Linked DNA regions of Mus musculus: region 1 is linked to region 2. Evidence: chromatin contacts called from public HiChIP or PLAC-seq data. All regions are on one chromosome and are shown on one strand. The core of a region is the stretch at or near the end of the contact, and the rest is flanking DNA. Distances in the headings are between cores, read along the strand shown.

Region 1 (7,394 bases), core at 4,208-6,707, 110 kb after region 2:
CTTCTTCTTCCCCCTCCTCCAGTGCTGCTTCCTCCTCTTCCCCATCCTGTTCTTTTTTCCTCACATTCCTCCACCTCATCATCCTCCTCCTCATCCTCCTCACCCTCCTCCTCCTCCTCTTCCTCCTCCTCCTCCTCCTCCTCCTCCTCCTCCTCCTCCTCCTCCTTCTTCTGGAAAACACCAAGTGGCCATTACTACCAGTGTAGCAGGAAAGCACTGAGGACTCAGGGTCCCAGGATTAGGAGGGAACGTCTATGGAGGTTTCAGCACAGGTCTTAGGGGCCACAGTTTGTGGCAGTATCCAAAAACAAGGAGTGGACCCCCATCAATCAAACTGGGTTGCCTGGTCAAGCACATGAAGATCAAGTCTCTGAAGGATATCTACCTGTTCTCCCTGTCCATCAGAGAATCCTAGATTATTGACATTTTCCCGGGAGCATCTGTAAAGGGTCATGATAGTGCAGAAGCAGACTCTGGCTGGACAGGGGACCAGGTTCAAGGCTTTTGTCGCTATTGTGGACTACAGTGGTCATGTTGGTCTTGGTGTTAAGTGTTTCAAGGAGGTAACTATCCTTGGAGCCTCCATGGGGCCATCATGCAGAGAGACTACTTGGGGAATAAGATTGTCAAGTCCCACATTGTTCAGTGCAAGTTGACAAGCTACTGTGGCTCTGTATTGTTATGTCTCATCCCTGTCCCCAGAGGCACTTGCATAGTCTCTGATTCTTGCCCAAAATGCAACTGATGGTCACATCAGCCAGGTGATACCACCCTTCATGCCCTCTCAAAGACCTACAGACACCTGAGCCCTGATCTCTGAAAAGAGACTGTGTTCACCAAGTCTCCTTATCAGGAATTCACTGATCATCTTATGAAAACCCATACTGGAGTCTCTGTTCAAAGGCAATGATTTCCCCCAGTTTCATAATGCTTAGAGGACCATCAAAGAGACCTCAGGAGATAATGTAATGCCTTACATTATTAAACAATGATAAATTATTTCTGACTGCTTAAATGATAATCTGTGACTTCTATGTATCTCTATAATGAGTGTTAAGTATAAGTCCTTTCTAGCCATTTAATATAATAATATGCATTCTTTCCTAGCTCAGGTTTTGAAATCTAGTCTGTAATGAATTTATGAAGACAACATGAATTTATTTCTTAGGTTTTTTATGGTTTTAGAGCTTTATTGTTGAAAGACAGGGAGAAAGAGAGAAGGTAGAAAGAGGGAGACTGGCCATGGCCACGTGGAAAGAAGGGGGAAGGGAGAGAGAGAAGGAGGACTAGAGATGAGAGTAAGAAAGGTGAGAACTTAAAGAGCTTTATTACTTGTTTTAAAATGTCATATCAGTTGCAAGAATTTTGCATTATGAGAAATAATATTAAAATTCAGTTTCCCCAATTATAAAAATATATCCATTTTGGGAAACAAATTGGCAGAAATTGTTATTGTTATTGCTATTATTATTATTATTTTCTAAGACATACTGAATACTGCAGCTCTTGTTCTTCCTGACAAACACCTTGACTGTCCCCAAGTAAATATGGCACTTTAGTCAATGTTATGGTTTAGATGTGAAGATATCACACCCCATACACATATATTGAAGACTTTCTCCTCAATTAATGGGCAGGTAATTGGATCAAGGGGGTTCAAGAGGCCTCTAACCTAATAAGTGGGTTTGTACACTGGATGGATTCATAAACTAATGGTGTTATTGGGAAGTGATGGGAACTTTTCAGGGGAGTAAATCGCTGGGAGCTTCTCTCTTTTCCTAGTAGTCTTCCTGCCTTCTCCTTTTCCTCCTTCTCTTCTTCCTTCCACCCCCCCATCTCTCAACAGACTGCCTGCCAATATGTTTTCTTTGCATTATCCAAGGCCCAGAAATAACAGAAGGACATTACTATATTCTGAGTGAAATACCTAACATTGTGAGCCAAAATACATTTTTCCTTCTTTTACGTGTTTCAGAGAATCAGCAAAGCAACAAAATTAGACTTATGCAGCCAATATAGATTTTGTATTAATAAAATTTTAAAATTGATTTCACAAAGGTGTTTTATTCCTCTGTGATAATATTTAAGAGTTTAATGGCCAGCTCATCCAGGAGACACGAAATTAACACTGTAAGGAGACTACAGAAGTGTTTTCAAGTGTTGGTCCAATTTTTTTCACCCCCCATTAGCAGGGTATAAAAGTTTCAGAATTAACAATTTTCTCAGTGTTTCAAACTATTGGCTATTCTCTCAGAATATAATATTAGTTAATTGATAATCATTTTTTAAAAAAATTTTCTCTCCTTAGTGATTAATTCTGGGTGAAATGTAAACAAAATATGCTGTCTTTTCTACTCCAGGGTTAAGTAAGACAAAACTCCATTTAAGAAATGTTTTTAGAAAAGCCACTTGGCAGAAATTTAAATTCCCACAGGGTCAGCATTTCTTGAAATCAAAATATGTGCTCAAGGTTGCATGGTGTTCTCACAAGTGGCCCTTTGCTTATCAGCTGCACTGTTTGGAGTTAGCCAACTGTGTGGGAGTGGAAGGTAGGAGCTCTGATCACTCAGAGAGAGGCACAGGATCCCTTCGCATTAGAATGCTTTGGAATGTGTGGCCATTTTCTTGGGAATCCCAGACCTTTTTCTAACACCAATGTTGAGCATCTTTTCATCAACTTGACTTTAATCTACCGTCATTACTTGTCTACTTAATTATTTTCATTCTCTTTTCCCTTCATAGATGACTTTTTCATTTTGATTAAATTCATCCCTCATTTTCTCCTCCTCTTATCTCTTTGCAGGCCCCTCTCATCACATCCTTCCCCACACTTCATACACACACACACACACACACACACACACACTCACACACACACACACACACACACACACACACACGTATATACATGGGTCTAATTAGTGTTACACACATGTGGGTATAGGGCTGTCCACTGTAGCATGAGGAAACTGCCGGGGCACCACCCACGAAGAAGACTAACTTTCTCTCCCTCTGGCTGTCAGCTAGCTGCCTGTAGCTTCTCAGCTAGGAGTGAGGTTTTGTGAACCCCTCTCCACCCATACTGTAACAGTGGAGAGGACCTTGAGCAGTTTTTTATTTATTATTGTCCTTGGCGTTGTCTTCATCATCACCATCATTGTTTTTAGGACAGGGTTTCTCTGTGTAGCTCTAGCTGTCCTGGAACTCACTCTGTAGACCAGGCTGGCCTCGAACTCACAGAGATGCTCCTGCCTCTGCTTCCTGGATGCTGAGATGAAAGGCATGTGCCACCACTGCCTGGCTATATATTTAATTCTTAACGATTTAGTGAAATGCCAGTTTTTTTCATATTTAATTTTGTGACAATTTATATTCTAATTATTAGTTCTCTTAGCTACTATGGTTTTGAAATATTTTCTCTCAGAAACTTCTTTATATTATCTTAGTAGAGTTTTGAAATAGCTCATTTTTTTTTAGTTTATTAAAAAAAAAGAACATTTTAGTGATTCTCACTTGGAAATTGTGGGTTTTAGTGTCTAACCAAAAGAGCAAAAGGTTACTCTTGCATATTTTCTGATAAAAATGTTATAGTTCTTCATTTAGATATATAGCCCCTTCGATTTCACTCTTTGAGTGTAGTCCAGTAGATATAATCACAGTTTATTTTTGCTAATATTAGTACACTTGACTGAGCACTATATCTGGAGAAGACTGTCTTTCCCCCTAAATTATCTTAAATAACACCAACAATGAGTCACTATAATTCCAATAAAAATCCAAAAAATTTTACAAAGAAAATAACACACTGATTTTCACATGCAGTGAAAACTCAAAAGACATAGATTTTTGAAAACACAACGTAACTGGAGAATAAGCAACACCCGATTTCAAAATTTCTGATAAACCTATAATAATCAAGAAAGTGTTCTGTAGACATCGAGGTGAGAAGCTAAATCAAAGGAACTAAATAATGAAATATATCCATATCAATATTAATGACTAGTTTTTTTTTAAAGATCCGAATGTAATTCAGTGGGAAAAGATAATATTTCCAAGAACTACTGCTCGGTAATTGTGCACTCAGCTTCTTAGTACCCTGTGATCTCAAGTGGATTGAGGGACTGGGCTACTTTGAGTAATTACCACAATAAAGACCACCCAGTTATCTGAAAACTCAGCATGGGTGACATTAAATTAGTGGTACTCAAACGTTAGCTGTTTAGGCCTGGAATTTTCCAAGTAAGAAGCTTTCTTCGAAATTATCAAGGGAAATGGATTAAACTGGGAGATATTTGTACCTCTCCCCACCCCATTACTAAATCAAAAGCAGGGACACGAGGAGAGAAGGCTCTACATTTTCAGTAGTTTCTCCAATTAATATCCATCTAGGTTTGAAAAGCAATGTGGGGTTTCTACAAGCTTTTTGGATATTTTGAATGCGTGCTCAAGTGATGCTATGGCTACTTGCTTGCAAGTATCTGCTTCTTTTGTCTATTCCGATGTGTCAAATACTACTTCCTTAACTAAGTGCTATTTATTCAGATTTGTATACAAGCCTCTGATTTAAGCACTGGGGACAAGCATAAAGGACAGGAAAGACAGGGTCACTAACCTGTCATTAAAGATTGGGAAACTGGGACTAAGAAGACAAATCAATTGGAAAGGCAATTTGGTAGTCATTTATGATTAAGAGAATAATTAGGGTAGGTAGACTAAGAATCAAGGGTCAGGGATCATTACACAGGAAATTGTCACTGAAAGCCTTTGCTGGAAGTGGCCTTAAGAACTGAGTCCTGAATGCTAAGAAGCCATGCACAGACAGGCCAGGTCTTGGTGCGCTTGGACTGTGTGTGCTCCAGTGAACCCAGGAGCAGAGGACAGCAAGCCCACTGGCTGCAGCCTGGCAGACAACCATCAGGATGGTAGGGGGTGAGGGGTGGACAGGGCAGATGCAGCAGAGTCTGGGCCTCCTCTGCCACTAAGACTGTATGCTGAGGGCGGAGGACCCCAGCAAGTGGGGGGGGGGCATGACCTGTAGGGAATGGCTGGTCTGTGTGTAGAGAATGGACTGCAGAGGCAGGATTAGCCTAGTGTGGGGGGAAGGAAGTCCAGGCATCAGCAGCCTGTTGCAGAAGGCCAGGGGAGGGGCTAGGATGTATGGAAGCCATGATGCAGCAGTGTGCAGAGGGAGAGGGTTCCCTGGCCAGGGCTTTGTGTGCCGGGGCAGGGGCTGTGGTTGGTGCCAGGGACCTTCCGTGACTGTGTCTGGGTGTGAGGGTGAGACAGTTCAAGGCACCGCTGGGCTCATTCAGCCAGGCTGCGGCTTTCTATGAGATGCTCCAAGTGCCTTAGACTCTCAGCAGACAGTGGTTGTAGGGTTAACTAGTGGCTTGGGGCGGGGGAGGGGGCAGGCATCGTGGGCGGTGCGCGCTCCAGGGACGCGTGCGCGAGCCCGGCATTCCGCGCGAGCCAGAGGAAGGCAGAGGGACCGCGGAGCGAACTGCACGCCCCGTGCAGAGCCAGCCAGCCAGCCAGCCAGCCAGCGAGCGCCGGTGGAGCCCGCGTGGAGGGAGCCGCCGATTGAACACCCTGCAAGATGAACTCCCTGCTGTCCCGGGCCAACTCGCTGTTCGCCTTCACGCTGAGCGTCATGGCGGCGCTCACCTTGGGCTGCATCCTCACCACCGCCTTCAAAGACAGGAGCGCGCCCGTGCGCCTGCACGTCTCCAGGATCCTGCTCAAAAAAGTGGAAGACTTCACCGGACCCAGAAAGAAGAGCGACCTGGGCTTCATCACCTTCCACATCTCTGCGGATCTGGAGAAGACTTTCGACTGGAACGTCAAGCAGCTCTTCCTTTATCTGTCGGCAGAATATTCCACCAAAAGCAACGCTGTGAACCAGGTGGTCCTCTGGGACAAGATCCTTCTGCGAGGCGAGAACCCCAAGCTGAACCTGAAAGACGTCAAAAGCAAGTATTTTTTCTTTGACGATGGACACGGGCTCAAGGGAAACAGGAATGTCACTTTGACTCTCTCCTGGCAAGTGATACCGATTGCTGGGATCCTGCCTCTTGTGACTGGATCTGGACGCGTGTCTGTCCCGTTTCCAGATTCCTATGAAATAGCCACGACTTTTTGAAGAATTCTCTCTGCATTGGAAACGGGGACATCTGTGGACTCAAGAAATCGCATCTCCTCATCATTTCCCTCAAGTCTTGCTGACTTCTCTTTTGTTTTGTTTATTTTAAAACATGCTGGTTTTGTTCTGGGACTGGCTGCACTCATCCTCATGCTTCCCTGAGCCTAACATAGAGACTATATTCATTGATCTTAGTGTGTGTGTGTGACATTGGTTATCACTCTTCCTCTGTATAAGAATTAACATCAAATTTTATAGTTGGAGGGAAAGGCTAATAGAGTTCTGGAACTTTCTTTATTCTACCAATGAAACAACAAAGAAGTTCACCAGAGTAGGTTATTATTAGACAGTTGGATAATGAGGATTGAAAATAATACACAGTTTTGTCATATTCACTACATTATCCCATGTGATATATAAAATTTGGGGAGAATTTTAAAATTAGATGTTTTGGTATTGTCACAATAACTGTATTTTATTCCTGAGATTCCTTGTAGGTCCACATTGAATGCCGTTTTCTTATATCTTCTAGGGTGTGTTTGATTACTAGAAAAATTGTGATTTGTTTCGTAAGAGTCTGACATGCAAAATAGTTAAACACGAGTCAGAAATCTTACTGCTTTCCTTCCTTGCCAGCAAATGTGACCATTTAAATAGTGAACGTATCTTGAGGCTGTAAATGATTCTGCCTCTCTTTAAGTGTGTGTCTTACAGTGGTTTCTCAACAAAGATTGCTGTGCAGTGTATCTTTGTCTTAGCACTGTTGCTGAAGTTTGAAAATGTTTGCATGTTTAACATGAGATCGTATGTTCTAGTATGTTTAATGCCATTAAATAAATGCTAACTGCTTAAAACTCTTGTAGGTCCATTATTTAATCATTATTGGGATGTTGATAATTGCACTTGTGGTATGATTTTTACAAACATTCATAGATTTTTTTTCTCTATAACCTAAATAGTAAGCAGTGCATGCATTAGCTCTCTTCAAATAAACAGAAATTCAGAAGTTTTGTTACATCAAGCAAACACGAGAATTTAAATTTGAAATACAACTTGATTTTTTTGTTAAATATTTTTATTGTATGTAATTATAATTTCATTATTTCCTCTTCCTTTACATTTCTCCAAACCCTCTCAGATAATCTCATTGTTCTTTCAAATTCATAGTGTGTGTGTGTGTGTCTATGCCTGTATCTCTATGTGTTTGCCTGTGTATGTATATGTTATACATGTATGTGAATATATACATATATTC
Region 2 (7,391 bases), core at 4,066-6,565:
TGGATTAAATAACAAAAGAAGTCACTTATTTGGCCTCATAACAACGGCCCTGCTACTATTGCACCAAGGGCCATATCTTGTCTGGTGGGCCACTATTGTAGCATGAGGGTTCAACACTAGATAAAACCACTGGTGTCTTTTCTTCCCCAACAACTTAAATAGTGCTTTCCAACACTATAAAATCTGTCTAGCAGGGACTTTCTTGGTCAGTTCAAGATTGATTTATCAAATAGAGTCTGTCTTACTTAAGGTTTTACTGCTGTGAACAAATACCATGACCAAGGCAACTCTTATAAGGACAACATTTAATTGGAGCTGGATTACAGGTTCAGAGGTTAAGTTCATTGTCATCAAGGTGGGAGCAGGGTAGCATCAAGGCAGGCATGGTGCAGGAGGAGCTGAGAGTTCTACATCTTCATCTGAAGGCTGCTAGCAGAATACTGATGTCTAGGCAGCTAGGATGAGGGTCTTAAAGCCCATGCCCACAGTGACACACCTACTCCAACAGGGCCACACTCTCAGATAGTGCCACTCCCTGGGTCAAGCATATACAAACCATCACATTCCACTCCCTGGCGCCCATAGGCTTATCCAAACCTATGAGTCCATGGGGGCATACCTAAATATAGCATAATTAAGAAATACAGTTATGCCAACTTCTAAAGTCTCCATAGTCTATAGCAGTCTCAACAATATTAAAAGTTCAAAATTCAAAGTCTCTTCTGAGATTCATCCAATCACTTAACTGTAATCCCCAAAGCAAGACAGGAAACCAGCTGGGCAAACTCCAAACTCTGTAGTTCCATGCCAAAGCAGTCTTCAGATCTCCAACTCCTTTCTTACCTTTTTTGACTGCAACAAAGTGCTTTTCCTGAGCTGGTTCCACTCTCTGTTAGCAGCTTTCCTCAGAAGATATCCTATGGCTCTGGCATCTCAAAAATTTTGGGGTCTCCAAGGCCACTTCAGTGTTACAGCTTCTTGTTTCGATGTCTGGGATCCACACATGATTCTGGGCTCCTCCAAAGAGTTGATGTCACTTCTCCAGCTCTGCCTTCTGTAGCACTCTAAATTCAATTTGATCCACTCCATTGCCACTGCTGTTCTTAGCCATCTTCCCATGGTACTGGCATCTCCAATATGCTGTGGTCTTCTGCTGCAAGTAGGCTTCACCAATAGTCTCTCATAGGCTCTCTTCATGGTGCCATACCTCAAATCCTTTGCATGGCCTCTTTAGTCCTGGGCCACAAACTACAACTGAGGCTGTACAATCACCAGTGGCCTTCCATAGCCTCTCACAGTGCCAAGCCTCAGCTGCCCTTTATGACTCCTTCATGCCTTCAAAGCCAGTACCACCTGGGTGACTCTTACACATTACCAAGTCCAACTGTAGCATGAAGTACAACCTTGGCTAGCTCTGAAACACAGCTTCTTTGTGCTCTCAGAAAACACTTCCCAGAAGATTTCATCTCAGTGATGCCGGTCTCTTCTTAATCACCACTAATTTCTCTTTTTTATTCGATATTTTCTTTATTTACATTTCAAATGTTATCCCCTTTCCTAGTTTCCCCTCTGAAAACCCTCTATCCCCCCCACACACACACTGCGCACCAACCCACCCACTCCTGCTTCCTGGCCCTGACATTCCCCTATACTGGGGCATACAACCTTTACAGAACCAAGGGCCTCTCCTCCCATTGATGACCAACTAGGCCATTGTCAGCTACATATGCAGCTAGAGCCATAAGTCTCACCATGTGTTTTCTTTGGTTGGTGGTTTAGTCCCAGGGAGCTTTGGGGGTACTGGTTAGTTCGAATTGTTGTTCCTCCTTTGAGGCTGCAAATCCCTTCAGCTCCTTGGGTACTTTCTCTAGCTCCTTAATTGAGGACCCTGTGCTCTGCCTAATGGATGGTTGTGAGCATCCACTTCAATATTTTTCAGGCACTGGCAGAGCCTCTCAGGAGACAGCTATATCAGGCTCCTGTCAGCAAGCTCTTGTTGGCATCCACAATAGCGTCTGATGTTGGTGGTTGTTTATGGTTAGATCCACATGTGGGGCAGTCTCTGGATAGTCATTCCTTCAGTCTCCGCAATTCTTTCCATGGGTATTTTGTTCCCCTTTCTAAGAAGGATTGACATATCCACACTTGGTCTTCCTTCTTCTTGAGTTTCATGTGTTTTTCCAATTGTATATTGGGTATTCAGAGCTAATATCCACTTACCAGTGAGTGCATATCATGTGTCACCACTAATTTCTTAGCTCCAGCTAACCAGCATCATTTGTCCCAGTAGTCTCCTTCTAGTCTTGACTATAAGGCCAGAGACACATGGCCAAAGCTGCTGAGTTCTACTGCTTGCAGAACTGGAACATGGCTCCCTTGTTCTATTACATTATCAATAGCTTCCTCTTTACCTATTCCCTCACTACCTAAACTCTGTCATTGATCTTGCTCTGTAGTTTGACCTTCAACTCAGAGATCTGCATGCCTGTCTCCTGGGATTAAAGGTGTGTAACTCCATGCCTGGATTTAAGCTTTTCTTCAACTAGAACTTGCTCTATTTGAGGCTGGCCTTGAACTCAGAGATCTGCGTGGCTTGCTTTGTCTCCTGGGATTAATGGTGTGTACTACCATGCCTGGATCTAAATTTAGCTGGGTAGGATCTTTCCCCAGAATCCCTTAATCTGTTCACTCCTAGAGCACAGTATTAGGCTCCATTTCACTTCCTGGTGCTCCTTTAATACTTGAACTATGTATTTTATATTTTTCCTTTCTCAGCTGGCTAAGTTTGTTTAAGATGCTCTTCATAAGACTTAACCAGAGAACAAAATATATGATGTGTTTCTGAGACATCCTTTGTCAATGCAATTAATCTGAGTCTCTTCACCTTAGCCTCAGGCAGAGTCTTCAGACAATGGCAAAAAGTAGTCATATTCTTCACAAAATACCACAAAACAGTCTCTAGGCCACATATTGAAATTCTCCACTGAAACCTCTTGGGCCAGTTCCGCACAATTTAAATCATTCTCCGCGACAAAGTCTTCCATATTCCTACCAGAAAAACTCATTAAACCCCACTTAAAGCGTTCCAATGCTTTCAAAATGCAAAGTCCCCAAATCCACATTCTTCTAAGCAAAAGCATGGTCCGGCCTATCACAGCAATACCTTAGTCCCCTGGTACTAACTTCTGTCTTAGTTAAGGTTTTACTGCTGTGAACAGATACCATGACCAAGGCAACTCTTACAAGGACAACATTTAGTTGGGACTGCCTTACAGGTTCAGAGGTTCAGTCCATTATCATCAAGGCAGGAGCATGGCAGCATCCAGACAGGCATAGTGCAGGAGGAGCTGAGAGTTCTACATCTTCATCTGAAGGCTGCTAGCAGAATACTGGCTTCTAGGCAGCTAGGATGAGGGTCTTAAAGCCCATGCCCACAGTGACACACCTACTCCAACAAGGCCACACTTCCTAATAGTGCTACTCCCTGGGCCAAGCATATACAGACTATCAATGTAACATGTATTCAGGGACTAGTCATGTCTAATTCCTATTACAATAATTATCAATGGAGTGAAAGGACAGCTCAACGTTCACAATCCCTCCCTCAAAGGAGTAACACATATAGGATTCTTTGGGGATGCAAAAAATGGGTTTTCTACTTCAATATAGAAAACGTTGAATCCGCACATCTCCTTCAGTGGGGCAGGGGTATGATGGCATTGAATGTTTTGCATCCTCTCTTATGACTCGTGTCCTTTTGCCTACCTCTGTCTTTCCTTGCTACCTAAAGCTACCTTCTCTTTGTCTCATTTATTAAATTTTTGGATTTTACCCACACTTCATCTGTTTGAGAGGAGTTACATAACCTGATACTTTTCTCTTTTATTCTCTTTTATTCCATTTAGGGCTAATTCTATTCAAATAATTTTACTATATTTGAATAATTCTATTATAGTGTTAGTTAATACATAATTTGTATCACATCAGTTAATAATATATTACTATCTAAAATAAAGTATGGTTTTCAGAAAAAAAAGAACAAATTAAAATCTTTTAAAATATTGGTTTTTCTGACCTACAGCAAAAAAAAAAAAAAAAGTGTGATTCTTCAGCAGTGGAGTCTTAATAGCCAAAGGATGTGGCAATAGCTTCTGTTGTTTTAGGTGCCACCGGGGCAATGGTTCTCAACCTTCCTGATGCTTTAATTCAGTTCCTTGTCTTATGGTAACCTCCAAGTACAAGATTATTCTCGTTGTTACATCATAACTGTGATTTGGCTAATGTTATGAATCATAATGTAAATATCTGATATGCAGGATATTTGATATGTGACCCCTGTGAAAAGGTCATTCAACCCTCAGTGAGGTAGCAACCCATAGGTTAAGAACCACTGCTCTGAGGCCCCTTTAACCAGTAACTCGCAGTGCTTGGTACTGGGATTTTTATTTAATAAGTCGTGTCTTCTGAGAGCAGCAGCCTGGTCCACCCATGCAGGGTACCTCTGTTCAAACTCCTTTGTCTTCAAATTATATTTTAAAATTCGCTTGCATGCTAGTTGTTTGCTTTAAGGCTTCTTCATACATTCTATGTTTGGGTTGACCTATCACCTACTCTGTCCCAACCTACTCCCACGCCACCTCCCAGTTCTTTTATGTCATATGTGACTAGATGAGTTTTTAGTCCAAATAAGTCAAAGGAAGTAAAGTGACTTTTACCCCAGACCTCTGGTTGGTTTTCCAGGGACAGAAGTCTGGCTTTACCCTGGGGGCAGCGATGTAAGCTGCAATGGTTGCTCCCATTTCTTTTCCTCTAGGAACTCCATGAAGCATTGAGAGAAAAACATGAAGAATCAAGAGTCCTCTCTGCAGACTGTTGCTAGGCTACCTGTTCCCTCTCTAGCTGCAGTACTAAAAGCCCTCCTCCCTTTCTACTGGCGTCAGAAGCTACGAGAGAACTGAAGGGTAGCAAGAGATGGAGTGCAGGGAGGGGCTGGGGGCCAGCAAAGCCCAGCTTCCTACTGAAGTACAGGAGCACTCAGTATCCCTCCGCTGCTCCCTCCTGTTCCACATCTCCAGACCACCTTCTCTCCATAGTCCCCCTCTCCAAAGCCCTCATAGACTCTAGATTTCAGCCATCTCACACACTGTTGTGGCACCCCCCCCCCAAAAAAAAGTGGTGGTGGTCTCTGGTTAGGGTGAACAGGGGTCTGCAGACGCCTACGGGTGCAACCCACCTCTCCAAGAGGAGTGGGGCTGTCTGGCCCCGCCCACTCCGAGTCGGAACTACAGTGGGTCCAGGAGGGGGCGTAGAGCCCCGTGCGCAGTATCCCTCCGCCCCCTTCCCGACACCCTCGAGGTGAGCTGTGCTTGCCGCATCCTGCGCAGCCCCTGCCTGTTTGGTGCAGAGACGTAGGGGCGGGACACGTCTCTGCCATTCCACTCGCGCGCAAAGCGGTGGGGGTTCTGTGAGAGGATCCGCCGAGGACAGAGACCAGCCGGGAGCAGGAGGGGGACGCGGGGGAGCCCGGACACCTGGGCCGTGCGCCTGGCCAGGCAAGTGGAGGTGTGTCGAGGGCTCCGAGTGGTCGCACACTGAGGACCACTGCCCGGCCCTGACAGTCCAGTGAAGGCCAGCAGGTCGCGGCCTCCCTGGAGTGTGCGCGGTGCTCGGAGACCCCAGGCGGTGGGGAGGAGGAAGCGGGAACCCGAACCGGGCCCCGGGCGCAGGGTGGCAGCCAGAGTGTCTTGAGTCTGAGGGTCTGGAGGCCTGCAGAGCAGATGGCCTGGCAGCAGGCTTTTCCCCCCGGCCCTTTTTGGTGTTTGGGCCCTGCAAGGGTTGTGGGGGAGGCGACTATGGGAGAAATGGCGGCGCGGAAGCTGGGGGTGGTGCCCCTTGGAGGTTGCTGTTCATGGGTTGGAGGCAGGTGGCCAACTCTGGTGATGGTTCAGCTGTTTGGTGAGTCGCCTTTCTACCTGGGCCCTTATTCCAGAAAGGGATCCATGTGCCCTGCATCGTGGGTGCTGTCTCTTCCCACAGACTCCTGCTTGGTGGCAAAGTCTCTTGTCAGGGTGGTAGAGGTAGTGTATTCTGGGGAAGGTGAAACATCATTAGAGGGGCGATTATGAAGATGTCAGAACATAAGAATGAAAAGTTCATCTGCCTTCAATACAGGATTGTTTTATTGCCCTCTGTATTTAGACTCCTGTACCTAATTTACTGCAAGGAATTGGTCATAATAAGGAGTTGGTCATATATACAGAACTCCTAGCTATATAAATATTATGACATTGTCCTATCTTTTATATTCAGGATCCATTTTCTCAACATTTCACCTTGAACATTTGTTTTAATGTTCGAATGGACTTAAAGTAAAGAAGAACTTTTTGTGCAGGTGGGTGTTCAATTTAGAATATTTGAAATCACTATTGGAGTTAAGTGTCTCTTTCTGGGACCCCCATATATCATCCCCAACTTTTTGTTGTCCCTCATAGTTTTATACAGCAGCAGTACGGGGTGGGGGGGGTGGGGGGGGGTGGGATGCAGTTTCTGAAGGTAGCCATTTGGGTCACACATGGGAGCTGATGGAGATCATGTACTTGGTTCCTAATTCTTTAACAGAGGTATTTGAACTTGGGTTTTGGAAATCTGCCCATAAACCTATAATTTTATACCATGGTCAACATTTTTTTTAATATTTTCCTCAATATCTTTTGCTTTCTATGTAGGTCGACTCTTCTCCAGCCAGAGGGAAGAATAGCATCTCCCGAGCATCCTGCTTTGTGGTAAGACTGGCATTCATAGCACGTGAGGCAAGATCTAGCTATACAAAGGGAGGCTGGTATTTCAAACATGACCTTGGAATTATTGTTTTCATTAGCTTCCCTGCCTTCTTCCCAAATATAGTTGCATGTGTTCCACTATCTACTTTTATACCTTGTATTTTTTCCTCAGACAAAGAAATTTAGTCCCTGAATGGGAAAATGCAAGACTTTACCGTTAGGAGGATGCATATTCAGTCAGATTACAGGTCTTGAGCACATATGAGGGATAGTTAGGGCAGGGCTGACAACATGTGGGAGACATTTAATAACCCTGAGTATACAGAAACATGTGCTGTGAACCTTTTTAGGGGAGTTCTGTCAATCCTTTTAGTGGGATTGTTGTTGTTGCTGTTGTTCCTGGTGTTGCCTTCTGCCTCTGCCTTTTTCATCCATAAACCTGTTTCTTTCTAGGTTCTTGTAGAGCAATGTTTCTCAACCTGTGGATTGTGACCCTTCTGGGGCTAGGGGTAGGGGATCAAATGATCCTTTCATAACAGTTACGTATCAGACATGCTGCATATCAGATATTTACATAACAGTCCATAACTGTAGCGAAATTACAGTTATAAA

The links. HiChIP or PLAC-seq counts read pairs in DNA pulled down with a chosen protein or histone mark.
Region 1: an RNA polymerase II HiChIP or PLAC-seq map of embryonic stem cells shows a contact between it and region 2, with 11 read pairs. The contact joins the promoter of Arxes2 here to the promoter of Bhlhb9 in region 2. A contact is called at or near these places in 2 of 484 Hi-C or Micro-C datasets (embryonic stem cells and nephron progenitors), 2 of 115 datasets of contacts at active chromatin or transcription factors (embryonic forebrain and embryonic stem cells) and 1 of 9 other capture datasets (adipose tissue).

The regions. Positions count from the first base shown.
Region 1 is chrX:135,988,363-135,995,756 of GRCm38.p6, forward strand. Arxes2 (adipocyte-related X-chromosome expressed sequence 2) reads left to right here and starts at 5,458. Exons shown (of 1, transcript NM_029823.2): 1 at 5,458-6,997. The coding sequence starts at 5,597. The coding sequence ends at 6,139. It also overlaps the pseudogene Gm15016.
Region 2 is chrX:135,880,536-135,887,926 of GRCm38.p6, forward strand. Bhlhb9 (basic helix-loop-helix domain containing, class B9) reads left to right here and starts at 5,316. Exons shown (of 5, transcript NM_001098222.1): 1 at 5,316-5,552; 2 at 6,310-6,391; 3 at 6,726-6,782.